2 separate regions of the Hordeum vulgare genome follow, and region 2 is linked to region 1. The links are chromatin contacts, called in public Hi-C maps. All regions are on one chromosome and are shown on one strand. The core of a region is the stretch at or near the end of the contact, and the rest is flanking DNA. Distances in the headings are between cores, read along the strand shown.

Evidence for each region. Hi-C and Micro-C count contacts between places; a contact is called where the count stands out from the background.
Region 2: a contact with region 1 is called in a Hi-C map of seedling, with 2.3 times the contacts expected there. The contact joins the promoter of LOC123437294 here to the enhancer-like site in region 1. A contact is called at or near these places in 2 of 6 Hi-C or Micro-C datasets (leaf and seedling).

What each region holds. Positions count from the first base shown.
Region 1 is chr1H:362,406,284-362,412,819 of MorexV3_pseudomolecules_assembly, reverse strand. No RefSeq gene overlaps it. Among protein-coding and RNA genes, the nearest start is that of LOC123437294, 37 kb to the left of the region's middle. Within about 2 kb of position 2,554, at least 3 of the 3 cell types and tissues checked have open chromatin away from gene starts, as enhancers often do. A contact at or near this core is called in leaf and seedling, where this site is marked.
Region 2 is chr1H:362,442,574-362,449,109 of MorexV3_pseudomolecules_assembly, reverse strand. It overlaps LOC123437294 (MADS-box transcription factor 56-like), which reads right to left and starts at 2,308. Exons shown (of 8, transcript XM_045115699.1): 1 at 2,116-2,308; 2 at 1,751-2,010. The coding sequence starts at 1,935.

The DNA.
Region 1 (6,536 bases), core at 1,305-3,804:
AAAGCAAAAGCAATCATAGTAGTTCTACAGCAGAATTAACTGAAGTTGCACATGGGCCGCAAAATTTAACTCGTCAAAAAGCAAGACACGGAAGAGCAAGACACTGAACTTTGCAAATTAACTGAATTTTAACATTTTGCTGCTAGTTATGGGTGTTATGTATGGAGAAGCATAAATTTTAATGCTTCTCAGTATGTTCTTTGTGCAGGCCATACAGCTGAAGGAAATTACAATTTCATATCTTCTGAACCATCACATCAAGCTGGGCTGTCACAAGTACCAGGTATTACACAAGTGGAGGATGAGACTGAAGAAGAGCGGGTAGAAGAGGTAGATGCTGATGAATTGCAGATCCTGGAGGAAGAGGATATTGCTGCTGCTAGAGTTGGTGAAAAGAGGGTTGCAGACGCTGATCCTGTAGGAACTGATGAACAAGTTAGTGAAAAGAGGGTTCCTGCTGCTGCAAAAATGAAGCCTCGGAAGGAGGCAAAGAAGGCAAAGAAGACTGGAGATGCGATGGTGGAAGTGATGCAGCAGTACGTGAACATAAAGAAGAAACAAGCGGAGGATGAAATCGCCCTGCTGACAAAAGAGAGTGCTGGATCAACAAATGGGCATGAATTCTCCATCAGCAGGTGCATTTCTCTAGTGCACAAGATGGGAGACATCGCACGCCATGAGAGAGCCAGAGCATATAAGGTGTTCAAAAATGTTGAGAACCGTGAAACCTTCATCACTTCCGCTGCCGAGGATGAAGCGAGTGCAGTCGAGTGGCTTCGGAGCGAAATGGATGAGTTGGCTACCTAGAAGAGGTAAACTTTCTTGGAACTTGAATATTGGATCGGTTCATAATGTTCTTGCTTGCTTGGTTTGGTTCTTGAATATTGCTTGATATTAGAGTTTCTTGCTTGCTTAATTCAGCCAACACATGATTGGTGAACACATATTAATATGCATCACAGTAATTGGAATGTCCACAATAATCATCACAGATTTTGGTCCATAAACTTTTATGCATACATGCCCTGCTTTTGAATCCATGCATGCCCTGCTTTTGGATGCCGCAAAATCATTTTTTTAAGTCTTTGGTGTCGTTTATCTCATCAGGATTAATTAGCTTGATGTCTCCCAAGAAGAGACAAGAGAGAGTATATATGTTCTCTTCTAATATACATATATATGTAAGTTCAGTTAGCCTTGCTAAGTTAGGCAGGAGGTGCATGTGTTAGGCTGTCTAAGTTACATAGGTAGGATAGATAGAATTATCATGATCTGCAAAGCAGCAGAAGAGCTTAGCATATTCAAACTGCAAAGAACAAATGAATATAAAGTTCAAAGATCAAGGAACAAGGCCATTTTTTCTTACTTTCTTGCAAGGCCAGGATTTTAGTGTGTTTCTCCAGACCTCTCTCTCTGTTTTCACTCTGAGATGCCAGTGCTATATCAAATCCTTTACGCGAAGCTTTTCAAAATTTTCAACATGCAAAGGCTTGTCCTTTTTTACATTTTTGCCTTGGGTCTTTGTGTCACTGTTCTCGTTCTCACCGATACGATTTGGACATGATATCGTGTCAACCCAGCTAGTTTTCCGTACTGTGAACATGAACCGCGGAGGAATTACATGTTTAAGCCTACAGAAATTGTGTTCTTATTTTTCAATCCATGCATGATTTATTCCCTCTCTATTTGTATGTCGATAACACCATCAACCCAAAGCTGCAGTTTCAGTTTAAACGTAGAGCAGGCACTGAAGGTACTGTGCAATCTTCAGCACATATATAGCCATTGCTCGATATGTTGTTGTTTCTCTTGCGTGCTTCCAATGGTGGATGGATCAACTTCTGATTTATACTCCTTTGCTTTGTTTTTGTAGGTGTGTCCCTTCAGCCTTCATGTTCATGAGTTCAGAAGATCACGACGATTCTTTGCCTTTGATGAAAGTTCCACCCCGTATGCGCTGCTTCCATAATTGACTTGTTATGATGGCATGATCTTTTTCTTTAGCCTAGATGAGATATTCTTGGTTTATTTGACTCAATGGTGTGAAAAATGATGGTGATGTTGCTGGAATGAACTGTTGTAATTGACAACTGTCATAATTATTTTTATTTGGCCCAGATGTGAAATGATGGTTGTGATAAAAGTCACATTTTTACATGCTGTTGGTGTGATAAAAATTACATTTTTATTCTATTGTGCATCCAAAGGCTATCCCTAGCCAAACAACAATTTTATGTGTTTGAGAATATTGGGGCTGGGGGTGGGAGGGAATGTAGGGGATTGTAGGGGATTGGTGAAGGGGAGGGATTCACCAAATCCGTGAAAATCCCCAGCCCCTTTGGGGCTTGAAAGCCTCCAGCGCCAAACAAGGCCTGACCGGGTGCAATCCCATAAAACTTTCTTTTCCTCCCTCTTCCCCAAATTCGCCATCTGCACCCGGGAAAACATCGCTGAAAACCTGGCCCCGCATGAATGAGGACCCATCAATCATGTCACACGTCTGCTACAAGTCGCAGGCGCAGCCGTGGGGCCCTACAACGAGCGAGGGCTCCCGATCCCGGAAAGGGTTGGTCCTCATGTGCGTGTACGAGGGCGGAGGATAGGCCCCCCTGGTCGTACGGAATAGGCCGCTGCGACGGCGACACGTACGTGGGGGAGGGCCTCGGCCGTAGCATCGGTATCCGCCCGACCGGCCCCGCCGGGCGGGTGTAGTTGGCCATGTACGCCCTGTACTCTCTCCTTCTCCCTCCTTTCAATTCTTTATTATTTCTTTCTCCCTAACTCCAACCATAATCTTACATGTTAACAAGTCCGTTAAATCCTCTCGCTCAAAATAATAGTAAAAAGCTGGTTCTCCACATGCCATAAGCTTAATCTGGATGCATGTTCTACAAAGAATCCGGATGCACGGAGCTGCATGGTTTTCCTTCGACATTTTTTTGCACGTAAGTTTTTCCAATGTCAGCGCAAAATGTATTCCCTCGGTTCCATATATAAGATGTCTTTGAAAGAAAAAAAAATGCTTGCTAAAACGTCCTGTATTATGAAACGGGTTACCAACCAAAACCTGATTAGGGAATTAAAGAAAACCTTAATGAAAATAGTATTTCGCATAATCCCGTAAGTATGCGTCGTCATAAAAACTTATACCTCGTAAGTACGTGCATATCCTTAGATACATGTTTGCAGTGCATAGCTCTTTAGCTCTCCACATGCCATGACTTCCATGAATGTCATTTCATGCAAAAATTGTCAAGCACACAAAATATTTGTCAAAGTTTGCAAAATAATCAGACTTTTTTGAATTTGAGCTCGGACGTAGAAAAGGGTCTTCTCAATACACGAGGACATGTGATAGTTATATTAATGCATGAAGCAACCTCTAAATATTTTTTGCAAATGGTCATCAAAATTCTCTTTGGTCTGCCCTTGCCCTACTAAATTTTCACTCCTTTTTTATTGCAAATGGTCATCGAAATTCTCTTTGGTCTGCCCTTGCCCTACTTGGCCTTTGCTTCACGAAATGCCTTGCTTGCTCTCCCGCTATCATTCAATAGTGGAACGTGCTACTTTAGGTCCTTACACCAATAATATGTGACTTTACGTCCTTAGAGCAATAATATGCCACCAAAGTAAGTGCTAGAATTTAACTGATGACACATATGCTGCCACATTATTCGTACTCCAACTCTTGTGAGGATAGGGATGCTGCTCTATAAGACAATGAAGTAGTTCATCCCCAAACTATCTCAATATTCCATGTCTTCCCTTTGGTATGTGATGTAAAGCCATAGGTCAATCTTTGATGTGCCAAGAGCTTTCAAACCTTTTAGAGTTGTTGGAGCTGTTCCCTTCCTCCTTGCCATCCATATCACTCATTTATTATCCGCGGTAACTTAGAAATTGGTTAACCGGACAACACGTTATCTATCGATAATTCTTTTCAGAAACCATTCTTTGGCACCACTTTAGACTTAAAGCAAACGTGCCAACACAAAAAAAATAGTGTTGCGGTTGTCGAGAGCGAGCGAACGAACCGCTCCCGCTAGAAGGCGATCGCCAGGAACTGCCCTAGCGACACCGGCCGCCACCGGTCCCTGCCTCCTCCGTTGCCCACTCCGTCGACGTGAGGAGGTGGGGACCACGGCGCTGCAACGGCGCTGCGACGCCGGCTTGTTGTTAGGGTTGGTCTAGTGTTTTCTTAGGACGCCGTTGGGGTGGTGGGAGCGGCGTCTGGTCAAATAAATCGGCCTCAACTCTATTCCCACACTGACGACGACCTTCACGGCGGCGTCTTGGAGTTGATGGCAACGTGTGCTGCTCGGTCCTTCAGATCGGCGGCTTGGTCTTCTCGCCGTTCTTCAGATCTGGCGAGATCAGTTTCTGGGTGTGTCCCTGGCGTCCGTGGTTATTCGCGACGACGCTGGCGGCCGGGGCGAGGTGGTTCTTCTGGAGCGAGGATGTCGGTCCGAAGGTGGTGGATCTGCCGTTCCACTCCAACTTTGTTGATGGGAGGCGACAAATCTTGGTCCAAGACAGCACAGGGACGTCCCCCGGTCGACGTGCCACAGCGACATGTGCCTTGCTGCGTGCAGCGGGCCTTTTCATCGACTCACAAAGCCTCGTTGGCGATGGTGCTTTCTCTGATCTTGGGATTGTGGAGGCTCGGCGTCACTTCCGGCGTTCGCCTCGGGGGCGCTGGAGTTGGGCGGCGGCCGTTCGCTATGGTGGTTGCAGGAAACCATAGGGATCGTTTTGTATTTCTCGTTCTCTTAGGTTTTTATCTGCAAATTCAGGATAATCATTTTATCCCGGTTTGTCTTTTAGTTTCCACGTGTGTTGCTTATTGTAACTTGTTTTTCGATTAATGAAACATGTGGTTCTCTCTCAAAAAAAAGAGTTGAAGAAAAAATGAAGATAGTATGTTGGGCCACTACACAATAAAGACCAATGAAACACAAACCGTGTGGCTACCACATTGAGAGGCTAGAAAGTAGAGGTGAGTATATAGCTATATATTATAATATGACCTCGAGATTCACTTACATGAAAATGTACATATACGTTGAATGTAAGTTTATATAGATTGCGATAATATGTTGCATATGTGGTACTCTAGGATTAGAATGCCTGATAGTGTGGGAGCATCACTTTGGCCCCGGAGCTACATGAATGCGCTTATATACAAAAATTTAAAACTTTTATTTGGAGTCTATAAAAAATTCCATCAGTTTCCACATGTACATGTAGACGCGTTCACTATGTAGTTCATTATATCCATAAATTTATAATAAAATACATTAATCTTTGTGCCGTACAAAAAAGATATGTTTGGAGATCTAAATGGCAAATAGATATGCATTTTTATCTTATTTTTTTGTAGTCGACAAATGATAAAAAATACTGAAACTTTATATGTATATATTTCACACCTGTGTACACAATGATTTTTTTTCATTTTTCAGTTTAATATATTGATTTTGATTTGAAAGGAAAGGGCTCCATAGGCCCAGGGATCTAATTTGTATTTTCGCGGATAAATTCCAATAGTCATGGGATGGTGAACAGTTGGACAAAGAGAGAACAAAACCGGAGGAGCGAGCACCCCTTGGCATATTTTCATAGAAGGGGCGAGATATAAAAGAGATGAACAACACGGTCCTGCTAGTATAAAAATATATTCCTCACCGAGATCGTACACCGATAGTCGCACTTCCCCGGGCTCCCGGCTCAAAAATATTACGTAATGTTATAAAACGATTTCCCAACTAACATTATGTGTGTTGTAACCATTGGCAAGGATGGGCACAACTTCGGCCAAGGCATGTAATTATAAATCAACTCTCTCTATCTTAATATATAGACGCGCAGATCTCCTGGTCCTCGAAAAGAACAATGCTTGCCATCCTCGTATGTTCCTTGTTTGTGCTTGCAAGTGATGTGATCATGGAGCAATAGTATGCCTAGCCACATAAAGTTCAAAACATTGAATATGTCCTGACATTTTGATTGGTTAATTTGTCGAGCTTGTGCGTAGGAGCGTGCAAAACCACCGAGCAGAACTTCTTTTGAGATTTGCACGTACTAGCTGGCTTAAAATAGCAGTTAGTGGATTTGTGGTCCATACAATTATGGTAAGTATCCTGCTAAATAAAGGTTTTTCGCTGGTGTACCTGACAAGGCTGCTCGTGTCTTTTGAAGTACATGTGCATGTTGTTAAACGTACGACGTGAGCAGTGATTGGCCTGTGCAAAATTGCATAGAACTCCCACTTGGGTCCCAAAGCTGAAACTGGCGATGCATTTTTTGAGGCGATAAACTGTGGAGCAACTGTGGGCTGTGGGGCGCGTTGTGCAGAGGTAAAGCCTTTCTCTGGGGAATCCAAGCTTTAAACGGATGGTGGAAATATATAGGACGTACACACACAAACAAATAAAAATGCACGGTACTAACTGCAGTACGCCGTGCCTGTTTTGAAATGAAAACGCAGTACGTAGCAGCTGGGTGGCAAGTTCGAAAATGTATAACCGGCCATT
Region 2 (6,536 bases), core at 1,059-3,558, 37 kb before region 1:
TTATATGGTCTTGTATATTTGAGGCTATATCTTGGTATAAGCTTATGTTACTGGGACTTGGTTCTTTTATAGACAAAGAAACTAAGTCCACAAAGCATGACGAACTTTACAGGCATCAGCTTTGCCTCTACAACTATTTCTTACCAACACGAAACATCTAATTGTGTTGAATGCCTGAATACATCTCTAACTTGCACATATTATTTGTTGTATGGCTGTAGAAAATATCCTTTACTCATCCTAGTAAAAATACAGTTTGCATGTTAGCTTCAAGTAGAGAGATGAATGTGGTGCATTGTTGGCTGCTTCTCCATCTGGACATGCATTGCTAGCTAATTTCCTAACATGCGTGCATATATAACTATATATGACAAAATTAATAGCAACAAAAGGGATGTACGTACTGTTATTACCGCATTTACCAACTGGCTATGCACGACCCTATCTGAAGGCCTACCTACGTTTGATCGTGGTTTGGTTCAGTCACAGTACTACAGCCAAATATTAAGATATGCCTACATACTTGGTTGGGAGAATTGATGTGTTTAACAGTGTTAATTAGCAGGGAAATTCTACCAATATGGAGATAGAAAAACTACCAAATTATGGCTAGACCATATGTACTGAAAGTTTGTGCCAAAATATTGAAAAATGAGCTTTCATAATATACATAAATGATTGAAACATACTACTATATGATTCCATACACAAGTTTAAGGTTTGATTAGCCTGCGGCCTACCAAAGTAAGCACTCGATCGTACACTTAAATTAAGACGAATCAGCTGCGGAGGGTCAACGCATGAAACCGTCCAGGCCCAGGCGAAACATGCGGTTTTCTGCTCAGGATTAAACTAAAGCTCGTCAAATGAGAAGGACACCCGGATCAGAAAGAGCTCCCCGAAACTACAGTATCGCATGTACCACACAGCCTGACCAATGAGCGTGAACGCCAATCGATCATCAATCAAGCAAGAAATCAGCGTACGGTGGCCACTGTGACCACTGACCCGGGTCACACAGGCCATACCTCGAACGGAACTGACGCGACTGGAGAGCGGAGGAGAAATCAGGTCAAATCAGCGGTGGTGCTGCGATAAATTAATTATTACTTTGCTGCTATAGGTGATGCTCGCAGTCCCGAGTCCGGACATCACATGAGCTTTTTTCTCCATTTCTAGCCGCAGCCTCCCTTCCCCGACAGCACCGCAATTGCCGGGCACGCGTGGATCCCATTGGCTGCACATTAATTTCCCAGCCTGGATCCCATTGGCTGCACATTAATTTCCTTGTCCTTCATGTTTAAGAACCTCTTTGACTCGCTACCGCCTGTGATCGAACGGAAAGAAAGAAGGAGAAGAGAGGCATGGGAGGAGGCAGGCGGCGAGGCTCCATGAGATACTGCCGGGGAGTGAGAAGGAACTGGAGAAATCTAGGGGAAAAGAAAAGCGAAAGCCAAAAGGCGCGTGTGTGTATGTGTGACAAAAGTGTGAGAAGGAAGAGAGGCCTCAAAGAATGTGATGTGTGCTTTTTTGATTAGCTGTGTGCACCGAGAGTCCGTACGGACGCTTTGGGGAAGAATGGCAGCAGCTACAAGAGTTCCCGGCCTCCAATAATGGCAACCGCAGCCATTGCAAAGGCCCCATGAATTAACCAAACCAAGTACCCAAGCACAAGCAGTGAGCCGATATCAAACAGCAGCAGCGGAAGCAGGGAGACTAGATTCAAGATTTGCCGTTTGCGTGGGCGTACCTGTCGGCGCTGGCGAACTCGTAGAGCCTGCCGCGAGGGGAGAAGACGACGAGCCCGACCTCGGCGTCGCAGAGCACCGATAGCTCGAAGGCCTTCTTGAGCAGCCCGTTCCTGCGCTTGGAGAAGGTCACCTGCCGGCTCGTGGCGTTCTCTATCCGCTTCATCTCCGTCTTCCCCCGCACCATCCTTCCTGCCCCTGGCGAGGCTCGACCCGACTCGACCGATCCACTCTCCTCCGTCGGAAACGGGCCAATCACCAGCTGCACAGCGCGGTTAGAAACAGACCGATTATGTGAGTAAAATTCTAGCCGGCGGAGATCGAACTGCGACAAAAGCGGGCAGATCTGAGAGGGCAGGGAGCTCACCAGAAATGCCTAGGGAGAGGAGAGGGGTGGGGAGGGACGGCGCGGCCGCGGCTTCCCTTTCTGGTCCCTGCCCGCGTAGCCCGGAGAGGAAAGGAACGGGCGTGGTGTGAGCTGGGTGCGGGGCACTGTGCACTGGATTTATAAGGCAGAGAGAGAAAAACTCGGCTGCTGATTAGTGGACGGGGTGGGGAGGCGGCCGGAGGAAGGGCAAGGTATGGATCGAAGGGGTAACAAAAGGAAGCGACCCGGCCAAATAAAGAAGGCGACTGCGCGAGGAATTTCCCATCCTGGGAAAAATCAATCAGGGGACCCGCCCAGGAGCCACCGTTGGAGCGCCATTGGCCGTCGCCGTTTTTTTTTTCCTTGTTTCCAGGTTCGCGGATATTAAGGTGAAAGTCCCGCCGGAGGATGACGATTTTGTGGTCGCGACCCCTAACTCGTGCGTATTTGCAGCTAAGTTTAGCCTGTGTGGATGGATCTCTCGTGCTTGGAAATGCCGCATAAGTAAGAGCATCTACAGCCGTGACAGTAAATTTGGATCCTCATATGTCCGTTGACATATCCGGACACGTCCAACACGACTCATCACATCTTAAATTTGCTCATTGGCATCCGAATAACTTGTAACTTAACTTTTAAATTTTGAAAAAAACATCCATAACAGAAAACCTACATAATATGTAGATCAACAATAACCTACATTACCTTAGTCTTCAACGGAGATGTTCACGATCTACGTCCCCGGCTCTGAATACATTGATCGACGGCAGCCGCTACTCCGGCTCCTGTGTCTCCTTCGGTTTCGCCTCCAGTTCAACGAAAGGCGTGTTGGGCGCCCCCCCGTTTTTACCGGATGAACCATCGAATGGCCTCGACATAGGCGTCATTCTGGATGGACTCCAGAATGGTCTGGTGGTCCATCATCTCTGTCGCTTGGGAAACCATGAACTGTACCATGGCATCCTCCATGCTAAAGCATGTAACAGGCGCCGACTCCTCCTCTGGCTCCACTGCGTCGTTCTCCTTCGGATTCCCCATGTCCTCCTCCTCCGGATCTGCCACCTCCGTGGGAACCGACTATCACTCCCTTCCTCTTCCTCCTCCTCATACTCTAGCTCCACCGAGTCTGGAGGTAGTTCGGCTACGATGCGGGTGGCACACCTTGCCCGAATCTCCTCCGGCATCTGGAAGTGGCACTCTGGCATTAGCATAGTGTCATGGTTTTGTCACGACATACGTCCTCGTGAAACGACTTAGTGGTGAAACCATCGCAACTATGTGGTGACTCAAAGGGGTTGATCGGGAACGAGAGACGCATTTACCCAGGTTCGGCCCCTCCGATGGAGGTAATAGCCTACGTCATGCTTTTATGTGTATTGATGATGAGATTGATTAAAAGGGTGCGGTTTCGCATGACCTAGCTCTCGATTGTTGTAACTTAAGTCTACTAGCCCTAGAGACTCGCCTTTATATCAGGTCAAGACCCTTAGGTTTACAAGAGTCCGGATCACATTATTGTCCGTGCCCCGTTAAGTCTCTAACTCGCCTTACTCCTTAAGCAAGAAAACTCCTGGCGACCTTCTCCCTTGTGGGCCATGACCCGCCATCTTGCTGTCTTGGGCCGCTGCCGGCTCCCATTGGTAAACCGCCTTGCACCTCCCACTTTCTAGGTCAGGGCCCATCTTGAGTATGAACGAAGAGCCGCCACCATCTTGACCCGGCCTCTTAGGGCGGGTCATGTGGCGAGATGATATCCCCAAAATTAGGCCCCAGATTGACTTGAATTTATTCAGGTCAATAGATTTTACTCTTAATCTGGGCGGCTCATATTCAACCCGGATTTTGCCTTCCAAGGCAGAAATGTGAGCTTCAAATATTCCGTGAAGCTCTTGCTCGCTTTGTTAGTGATGTCACCCGCCCCAAGATTTTAGGAATCTTAGTGACATCATTCCAACAGATCTTTTGGGCTTATCTTCTTAGCCCGAAAATCAAGGCGCCATGAGTTTCGAAATTTATTGCTCCTCCTGGATTCCCGCGCCTACCGTTTTCACTTCAGCTTTGACCTTTAAATACTCACGAGGGAATCTTTATTTTACCTCGCCCCCATCTTCTTCTTCCTGCTCGAGCATGTACTTTCACACCGCCGCCGCTGGAGAACCCCCATCGCCAGTTGATCTGGTTCAGGAGCCTTTCGCCGTATGTCTCCTCCTTCGAGTCGCGGGTCTACCCTGCCGTCGTCAACGCTGTCAGGTAAGCTCTCTCCTTCCCTAGATTCATTCGTGAATCCACCAAAGCTTAGTAGGGTTCGTTCGAAGTTCATTCGTGCTCATCGCCATTACAGACTTGCTTAGCTCTTTGATTGAACTTCCCCCTATTTATGTCGCGGTAGATGTAGGGGTCTGTTTCGGTAATTCTTCTATAATGCCTTGCAGAATCTAGATTCAGATAATGAACAGTTATTGCTTCATATTATACAGTCTTCCCAACGCCACTATTTTTTTCTTTTTATGGAGCCATCGGTAGATCCATATTTTTATGCCCTTTGGTAGAAACTTGTTTGTCCCGCACTTAGCAGAAACTTAGGTCACTGTTCTTCTTTAAGCCGCCCTTATGTTCACACCGGCTTGCTTGATAGGATTGTAACTCGCCATCTCAAGAAAACGTCTTTACGTTAGGGCGACTTGAACATTTTAGGCTACCTTCTTTGTCAAGTCGCTTGTTTTTTTCAAGACAAGTCATGTTCATCGAGATAACCCGCCAACGTATTCATGCAACTCTTTTCCTTTCTGAACATGTGAGTATGTCAAAGCCGTCCAAATGTGATTGGCTGGCGTCAGAAATTTCTCACATCTCCCTTCAGCAATACGTAAACGTAGGAGTTTTGTCTCCCAAGGAAGTAATTGGATGGAGAGCCGTCGCTGGAGAAGTGCGTCTGCAACCCGTTGAAGGAGAAGTTGTGGTCTTCACTAATCACCTTGAACGAGGCTTTTCTCCCCTGGATCAAAATTCTTTTGAGACGCACTTCACTTCTACAATCTTCGCCCTCAAGACCCGGGCCCCAACTCAATCAGAAATTTATGCCAATTTCAAGTCTTCTGCGAAACATACTTGGAAATAGAGCCCACTGTTCCCTTGTTTAGGGAATTCTTCTATTTGAACCGCCAGACGGAATGTGCCGATGGTCCCAGCTTAGAGCTTGGCGGAGTCACAATCCAAAGGCGGCGATAATGTGGCTTTCCTGTTGTCACCTTGCCAAGTCATCCCAATGGCTGGGGAAAAACTTGGTTTTATTGTAAGAATACTGCACTTGCCAGCGAGAATCCCTTGTGAGGGTTCAGAGAGGAGTGCCTTTTGATGGACTTTAAACTTCCCGACTCACTGACTACAAAAGAATAGGTCACCCTTGCTTTTGTCTAGACGAGACTCACGGCCTTAAACGCCAATGGTTTAACCAGAATTGCTTTGATCCGATGCTGGGTGGAGTCGCGGATTATGCCATTAAGCCGCCGGGATGGATTGATGTGCAAATATGATGTCGATTTAGACAATGAACACCATTTCACCAATGTTATGCTTGACTCTGATGAAGTCAATCGCATTGTGAAGAAGCTATGTGGCGAGCCCAATGAAATATGTTCCAAAACTGGACTGAAACCATTCTGCATCCAAAACCCGGCTCCTGAGGTGGATATCTTTAGCCATTACTCGCCTTACTTATTTTTTTCCTTTACTCCTTTGAGAACTTGCTTTTTTATCAATATTGTTGTAGAAAAACTCGCCCTTCTAGAAGCGGAGACCAGCGAAACCGACCGTCAAGAAGGTCAAAGCCGCCCCGAAGAAGAAAAAGAAGAACAAAGCAACTATTGGCGAGTTATCTGTTATGGGCGAGTTGCCAAAGTACAAACTGAGGTAACTATTCCATCTATCCCCATATTTTGATGTGTCTTGTACTAACTATTTTGTTCAATCTTAGGAAGATGACGCTGAGAGTGATGTTGATGATGTCGAGGTAATTTCAATCTCTTTTGATTCAGATATTTCCTTCACAAGGCCTCCAAAGCGGGTTTGTAGGAAAGTTCCTATGACTCATCCGGATGCTTATTTGGATCCTGACTTTCTTTTGAATAAGGCTATGTATACTCCAAAATGCCACACCCGTAGTTCCTCACGCGATCTTCTGGCCGGTTTTCTCGAGAAAACAGCCAGTCGTAAACCCAAAATGAGGTGCCTTTCATCCTAACTCTTTTTCCGTATCAATAAATTATGTTTGTTGGTTACTCAAACTTTCTGGGGTTTCACCTTAATAGGTATCCCCGCCTTCATCGGGTGACTCGGCATCTTCAAAATTGCCACGTCTTGTTCGTCTCCCAGGGTTAGTCCTTATTTGTATATCCAGCACTTGACTCGGTAATTTATACTTT